Linked DNA regions of Mus musculus: region 2 is linked to region 1. The links are chromatin contacts, called in public HiChIP or PLAC-seq maps. All regions are on one chromosome and are shown on one strand. Each heading gives the region's core, a stretch centred on a gene start, on an enhancer-like site or on the middle of the called end of the contact. The rest is flanking DNA. Distances are from core to core; before and after follow the strand shown. Region 1 overlaps Dtd1 (D-tyrosyl-tRNA deacylase 1). Region 2 overlaps Slc24a3 (solute carrier family 24 (sodium/potassium/calcium exchanger), member 3).

The links. HiChIP or PLAC-seq counts read pairs in DNA pulled down with a chosen protein or histone mark.
Region 2: a contact with region 1 is called in an H3K27ac HiChIP or PLAC-seq map of SST interneurons, with 6 times the contacts expected there. The contact joins two enhancer-like sites. A contact is called at or near these places in 2 of 115 datasets of contacts at active chromatin or transcription factors (SST interneurons and embryonic basal ganglia) and 1 of 9 other capture datasets (embryonic stem cells).

What each region holds. Positions count from the first base shown.
Region 1 is chr2:144,675,398-144,679,009 of GRCm38.p6, reverse strand. The region is part of intron 4 of Dtd1 (D-tyrosyl-tRNA deacylase 1); the gene reads right to left. Among named protein-coding and RNA genes, the nearest start is that of Dtd1, 77 kb to the right of the region's middle. Within about 2 kb of position 1,964, at least 18 of the 459 cell types and tissues checked have an H3K27ac peak or open chromatin away from gene starts, as enhancers often do. A contact at or near this core is called in SST interneurons, where this site is marked.
Region 2 is chr2:145,586,655-145,590,266 of GRCm38.p6, reverse strand. All of the region lies in intron 7 of Slc24a3 (solute carrier family 24 (sodium/potassium/calcium exchanger), member 3), which reads right to left. It overlaps Gm52530 (a long non-coding RNA gene), which reads left to right. Exons shown (of 3, transcript XR_003953928.1): 2 at 56-208; 3 at 418-490. Among named protein-coding and RNA genes, the nearest start is that of Gm52530, 3.2 kb to the left of the region's middle. Within about 2 kb of position 1,741, at least 72 of the 459 cell types and tissues checked have an H3K27ac peak or open chromatin away from gene starts, as enhancers often do. A contact at or near this core is called in SST interneurons, where this site is marked.

The sequences.
Region 1 (3,612 bases), core at 715-3,214:
AAGGACAAGGAAAGAGGAACCCAGTGAGGAACAGCAAGAGCACCTTACTTCTAAGCAGAGACAGCTGGCCTATAATTTAATGCAGGCCGAGAGGGAGGACTGGGGGAGCCTCTGGCTGGGGGGAATCTAAGGAACAGTACAAAGCAGCACTGAGGGTAGCCCCTTGACCAACATGCCTATGGATGCCTGACGCCAGAGATGAGGCCATGGTCGCATGGTGACCAAGGGTTTCTCAGGGTCGCTCTGGAGAAGCCCTCTCCTGGCACATCCCCACAGGCATTGCTCAGAGCCCCTAGCACATCACCTCCCCCAGTCTCCACCTCAAAGACTGACTCCTGCTCCTCACTGGCATCCGGATATAATTAGATGTCCACTAAGGGTCCCCTGCTGATACAGTTTGGAAATAAGTCTTCTGTGGAGTCCCCTTCCTTGACTGGAAGCTATGCTTCCCACAGACGCACCAGGGGGAGGCAGCACCTCAGAGAGCTTGTTAGCCAGAACAAGGGGAAGCAGACACCCGAAAAACAAAGAGGCCACAGCTGCAAAAATGTTCAATTCGATGATATTAAAGCTACAAAGAAAACCTCCTGATGATCCCAGATGCAGGCATAAAGATGGGGAAGGAGAGCCTTCTGGAAAGGGCAGGTATAGCTGTCTACTAAGTCTCCTCATAAGAGAGTAACTGCTCAGACTGTGGCCCGGGTGTCCTCTGCAAACTCCAAAGGGAAGGGTGACCACCCAGAGGGTGCACCTCGCCATAGTCTCTGGAGGCCTCAGCTTCTGCCCCTGACCACTGACAGTGATACCTGCTACAAGCCCATCTGACTGGACACTCAGGATTAAGCTTCCCCACAGGTGTGGCTTGCTGACTCAATGACAACAGGAGACTATATGCCATGCCCCCTCAAAAAAAGCAACAGCAGAATACAGCTGCCATTCATCACCGTAACATTTAAACTCAAAGTCCTCCCACAAAACACAACTGCCTGCTCTTTTCTAGAATTATCAGGAGGTGGCCTTACAGTTTACAGTTGCATATTTGATACACTACTGTCCCACAAACAGAAATTCAGGAAAATTCAAAATGCTTGCCAAACTATAGTCTACAACCAGGTAGCGCTCAGCACTCATTTCTACAGCAGTATCCCAAGATGTGTTAAGCTTCAAAACATAATTCAAAAGCAGACAATAAAAACTGGTACTACAGGCATCTGGCATCTTAAAAGTCTAAACACATGGACAAACATATGTTATTCTGTTCAAGAGCATTACAAGACCCAAACACAGACATGTATAACACCTTCGGGAAGCTGTGCTACAAGCAGTTTCTTGTTTCTTATGGACAAAAACCGGCAGCACCAGGCTGCACTCATTAGCCAGTCACAGTATGTGCAGCTACCAGAAGGCACTGCCCTGGATATCTGACCTGTCAGTGCTTCTCATTTGGGATAAGCAAGCATCCCAACCAGAGGGACACATATGTTAATTCCCCACATAACTGACAAAGGTCTCCTGCATACCAAGTGCTGTGTCAGCTTCTGAAGATGCGGCAGCAACAAGAGGGCAAAGCAGAGGCAGAAGCCTGGGCAGAAAGGACAGGCTCTAGGATTGAAAGGTGCCAGGTGTGGGGGAGGGGCACACTGAGTGTGTCTGTGGAGATCCAGCAGAGTCAGGCCTCAGGCACCAGGCCCCAGGCCTGAACATGTCACATGACAGGAGAAAAAAGTGAATGCCCACACTGGAGCAACAAACTCATAAAATGCCTCCTGCATCAGTCGTGTGTCAGCTTCACTGCCTTCAACATGCATCCTTTCCAAAGCTGTCCTTCCCTCACTTGAACTGAGAAGAACACAGCACCCATCTCTGCCTGGCCCAATGAGCAGGCCCTCAAGCCATTCACCGGGAACCCTGTAGGAGGAACTGAGCCATCTTTGGAGCTCGGCAGTCACTTCTGCTGCCTGGAACACCTGCTGGTGATGAAAAGCAGGCTCTGATTTGATGGGTACCAGCTGCTGAGAACAAAGCACCCAAGGTAATCATGACTGCAAAATTGCTGTCTAATGAAAAGCAATACTATTTGATGGGCTGTGTGCACTTCCAGGAAACCAGAGGTCGGCTTTCCTTTTAAAAGCAAACTACGTGGATCCCTTCAGCACTCCACCCGCTCCCACAAGCCTTCTTCATTTCTATAGCCACTTAGAACTCTCTCACACCTGCTACAAGTCCGGGATCTTAAGCAATCGCAAGTGCCTTGCACTGCCAAGGTTGAGGGAATCCATTTGCTAGCTGCTGTTGTAGCCTCCGGTGCCGCTTGAAGAGAAGTCGGTGTCTGCTCCCTGCTCCGCCCATGAGCAATGCTCGGAAATTCGGCACAAATCTCTTGTTTCCTTCAACTCTGGGTTTCATTTATGAGGGCTGGAAACTAATGTGATTTTTGGCTCATGTAATGAGAAAAATCTTTTTATTAAAACACACACAAACTAATTCCTTTTTCAAAGCAAACAAAATTATTTTCCACATTGCTTTAAAAGAAAATTAAGTAGACAAAGTACCATCACAGAAGCATACCAAACTCTGATAAAGGAAGACAGTAAGTGGGAAGGAGACACTACCAGGGGGGTGATGACATCACTGGGTGTGGGAAGAGAAGCATCTTTCTTACCAACACATTTCAAACAATTGGGATGGCCAGAAATAACAGAATACAGGATGCCCAGTTAAATCTAAAGTCTAATTACAAGGAACATACACTTTAAACTTCTTTGCTGTTGGGCTAGGGGCTATGACTCAGTGAGAGCAGTTACCTAGCTGATGAGAGGGGCTAGTATTGTTCCTAGGACCTCTCCACGCAAGGGATTAATCCTTGTTGATCTGAAATCAAACTTATCCAGGCAGCTTGCAACCCTACAAATATATATGGGTACTTCTCTGAGAGGTGGGCGTGTCCTCAGAATCTCTCTGAGAGTGGGCTGTAATTACTAACGTAAGTCTCACAGACCAGAATAGGGGAAGGGAAAACAGTGGCTTCCCAGTGGATCAGGCCTGCGCTGCGTGTTCCAGGTGAATAACACACAGAGCTGTCAAGGGGGAATGGAGGGCACTTCATCTTGGAGATCCTCTCCAAAGCTAGAACCTCGTCTACTCATAAAAAGAAAGAAAAATCCCTCAGACACTGCACAGAGTGTCTGGCCACCAAACTGAGGCACTGCCACAGACAATGAAATGTTCTGTGGTGGCCGAATGGGCCCCAGAGCAGAGAGAGGACATGATGGAAAAACTAGTGAGCTACAGCTAGTGATATACCTTCTGTCCACTGCTCAATTCTATGCTGTGGAAGTATAAGTTGGTAATAATTACACAGAATGGATGATGGGTGTGTGGGAACCCTATGCACTGTTAATAATATCCCCATAAATCTAAAATTACTCAAAATAAAGTTTATTTTTTAAAAAAATCAAATAGACCCACCCACCTGACATTCTTTCACTCACTTCTCGCAAAAGCTAATCTTGGTCAAAAAAGGAACCTTTACAACCTTCCCATCTCCTGCCCTATAACTGCCCAGGTTACAAGTGGACTGTGAGTTCTGGTTCTTACACAGGCACTGTGGGT
Region 2 (3,612 bases), core at 492-2,991, 910 kb before region 1:
GCCCTCATTTTGACTCTCTTTTCTTGACATGGTCATCTGCTCACATGACTCACAGGACCTAAGGATGTATCTGCTGTGGAGGCAGGAAGCCATGGAAACGGTTACACAGCTTCTCTGAGCATGATGATGGTCTTTGAGGAGCACTCCTATGGAGGCAGAGGCCCCTGGTGACGCTAAGGCAGAGGCTGCAGTGCCAGATCATCATAAGGTGAGATGGCAAATGAAGCCAACAGATGTGGGCACTGACTTGGTCTCCAGAGATTCTAATCATATCCAGTTGTGCTGGGACACAAAGACATCTCAAAGACCCACCAGAAGCTCTTCCTGTGAGTTTAAAGGTCTGGGAGGCAGGATCCATGCTTACTTGTAACTGGTTCTAACAAGCTCTCTCTCTCTCTCTCTCTTTTTTTTTAAAAGAACGTTGCTTCATGTTTTTGTTACTGTGTCTCGGCCTCCAAGTTCAACAAGTTGACATTTGGATGAAAATGCCAAGTCAGAAGGGGAAGAGCTCTAGAGGCATCAAGGAGACATTCCTGGGATCTGGGCTGGATGTGTACAGTCCATCCCCCTCCTCTTGGGCTGGGTGGTATGGAGTCCAGCCCCCCCCCCCAATGATTCATGGTTGTTTTACATAATTGCTAGCATTAACAAATTGTTATCATGAAATAATGGAACGGAACCGATTATTTAAGATGGAAAACATTTTTATTAACTACTTAATTTAATATTAGTTGCAGCCATGGGGATGGAACAATTACTTCATAGTCGCTCAAGAGAATATGAGACGCTAGGAGAGTCTAATTGACCAGGTCGACTTAATTCTCTTCCATCTGAGAAGGCAGGCAAGCAATGTCATATAGGAATGTCGCTTTTAGGGAGCCTGTAATCTGAATGAGACTGTACATAGATGGGGGTGCAGATCCTACAAAAGGAGTCACTGAGAGTCAACCAGCCTTAGTAGAGAAGCACAGGCATCCTTTGTGTGCTTTCTAGGAACAGCTGTGGGCTGGTATGCCTTTAACTATTGATTATTTAAAGAAAAAAAAATAGGCTGTACAAAGCTCCTCACAGTGGCTTGGATGTAAAACATCCCCCACAGATGCATATTCTTGAACTCTTGGTCCCCCATTGGCACTTTGAGAGGGCAGTAAATTGAGCCTGTAAACAGAAAATCGAGGTGGAAACAGGCTTATCCCTTGTGGGAAAGGGCAGGGGGCAGGGATTTATGGTTCGTCCCAGAGCATCAGTGGGGACAGGGCTGGTAGATGGGGGAAGCAGGGTGGCGTGGTCATCTCTTCCTGGAAGACCGGAAATAAGGAAATAAGCATGGATATCGAAATGTTCCTTCAGTAGGATTGCGGTGGCATCCTAATGGAGTGGAAAGTTAAAATGATAGACAGGTATCATTTTGCTTTTGCTTGAGACTGCTGTGGAAGATAGGTTTGGTATTCTTTACAGATATTATTTAATTTCATTCTCTTGGGAGAGGGAGTGCAAATATCTCTGTTTTTGTGCTCCGGCTGCAAGAGGGAACACCCTCTTCCTGCCTGCCCCCATGTTGATGCTATAGGAGTAGCAGAGGAAACCTGAAAACCTGTAGAGGAAACCTGAAAAATCTCTCCTCAGTTCCATGTTCTTACCACTAGGTGGTGCTCACATCCCAGCCCTCCACCATGGTTTAGGCAGAGAAGTTAAAATGAAGTGGTTCAAGCCTGATTTTCAAGGCTCTGGGAAGGAGCTGAAGTACCTCAAGGCAGCCACCGAAGCGCCTACAGCCAGCCAAATAGTTGCATGTGGCAAGTGGGTGGTGGTTACTCCTCGGAGTTCACTATCGGGGAATAAATCATCTACGTCAACACTTCATCTTCTCACGAGTTGCAACCAAGTGATGTCCTTCTGTAGCATTTTGAAGTCACCCAACCTTTTTCCAAGAGAAAGCAAGCCTTGGGTGATCTCTGTGGCATGTGTGTTTGAAGCCAGGCACTGAGATATCTCACAGTCCTGTGATCCACTGTTGCTGAGAGCTAGGCCTCAGATTTGCTGAGGAAGTGCTATCCTAGGTAGGTCCTGGCCTCTGACCTACATGTGACTCATCCGAAGCTATGCTTGGCTTAGCTCTTAGGTTTCCACATACTCTGCAGCTGGGCTAAATGTGAACAAACAGAAATGAAATTGACACAAAAAAGTGTTCTTCTTTTCCCCCCTCCCTAGGCTTAGAGAAGTGGTTGGGTACCATGGAAACGGGCTTGTCAATCCTGGTGTCTGCTCTAGAAATCTTCCCAACAAGTCGGGCTGATTTCAGGCAGGTGGATCCTTGGATGTCAGATGATCTCGGGCAACGGCCAAGGGAATGGCTCTCTTAAGATGGAGAAACATGGCAAAGGCAAGTCAGGATGGCTTAGCTGTAATCAGGAGAAGAGGGCGCATGCTAATTGCCCCTGTTTCCCTACAACAGTCCTGGTGTTTGAATCCGATGAAGCTATAACCACAAAATGGGGATGGCTGCATCACTCACTGTGATTTCATAATCTGCATCGTGATCACCAGCATTGCTAGAATTTTAAGCAGTGAAAGTGACGGGGAAATCAAGAGCATCATTTTCTTTCAAGAGGCCAAAGTTTGAAAGATCTTCCTTTCCTAACTACAAAATGAAGCTAGACACCCCCCACCCCCACAGATCCGTCTCTTTCACCAGCATGGGGAGCCCCTTAGCTGCTCCACATTTAGAACACCCACTTCTTCAGGTCTCAGATCAGGCAGTGCGAGTGGCTTAGTTAAGGGGAGGAGCCCAGTGGGTCATACTAAAAAGCTGGCTGGTGTGTGCCCCACTGTGGCTGATGCTTTAAGGATAACGGGACATTGTACAATGATTGGCATTAGTGGCTGCATGAGGGAAGACTAGAAATTAAGAGCTTGCGAAATACTGATTATCCCACATAACCTTTTAAGAAGCTGCTACCAGGAAGAAAAGAAGTTGGGAGATGAATATATAGAATACAGGGGACAGGGGTATTTAAAGGTTGATAAAGGGCTGGAAGCTGGGTAGCACAAAAACAAATGCAATCACAAACTACGGATTTCAAGTCATTTTCCTTGTAAAAGCTGGCTGGCGACTTCTTAGCAAGCTAGTTTCCATAGGTCAGTTGAATAAGTCCCTCCCTGTTGAAGGAGCAAATACAAAGATGACCCCCAGTCTTCCAGCATCCTCAGAGTCATATAGTTGCTTCCACACATCTACAGCAGGGACTGCAAAATCAGTTAAGCATTGTGTGACCACAGTCAATTTACTTCTGGAATTTAAAATTTCACCACAGTTATTCCTCTGGGAGGCTTCTAGCTATCATCCTTTATTCCCTCTTGGCCAGAAGGAGAGCTAAATTAAATGGCAGTATAATTGGAGCTAGGGAATGAAGAGAGATCAGTTAATTTCCAGTGAAGAATGGAATTAAGAAGAAGAGGTGACTGGCTACAGAGAAGGCCATCTGGAAGGTCAAGGACAATGCTCACCATGGCCATCAAGATTGCTTTTCTATCACACGAGGAACAGGACAAGACCATTTCCAGAGTATGTAAGATTATTTGCCATGGTGAATAGCTTGAATTGTTAACTCA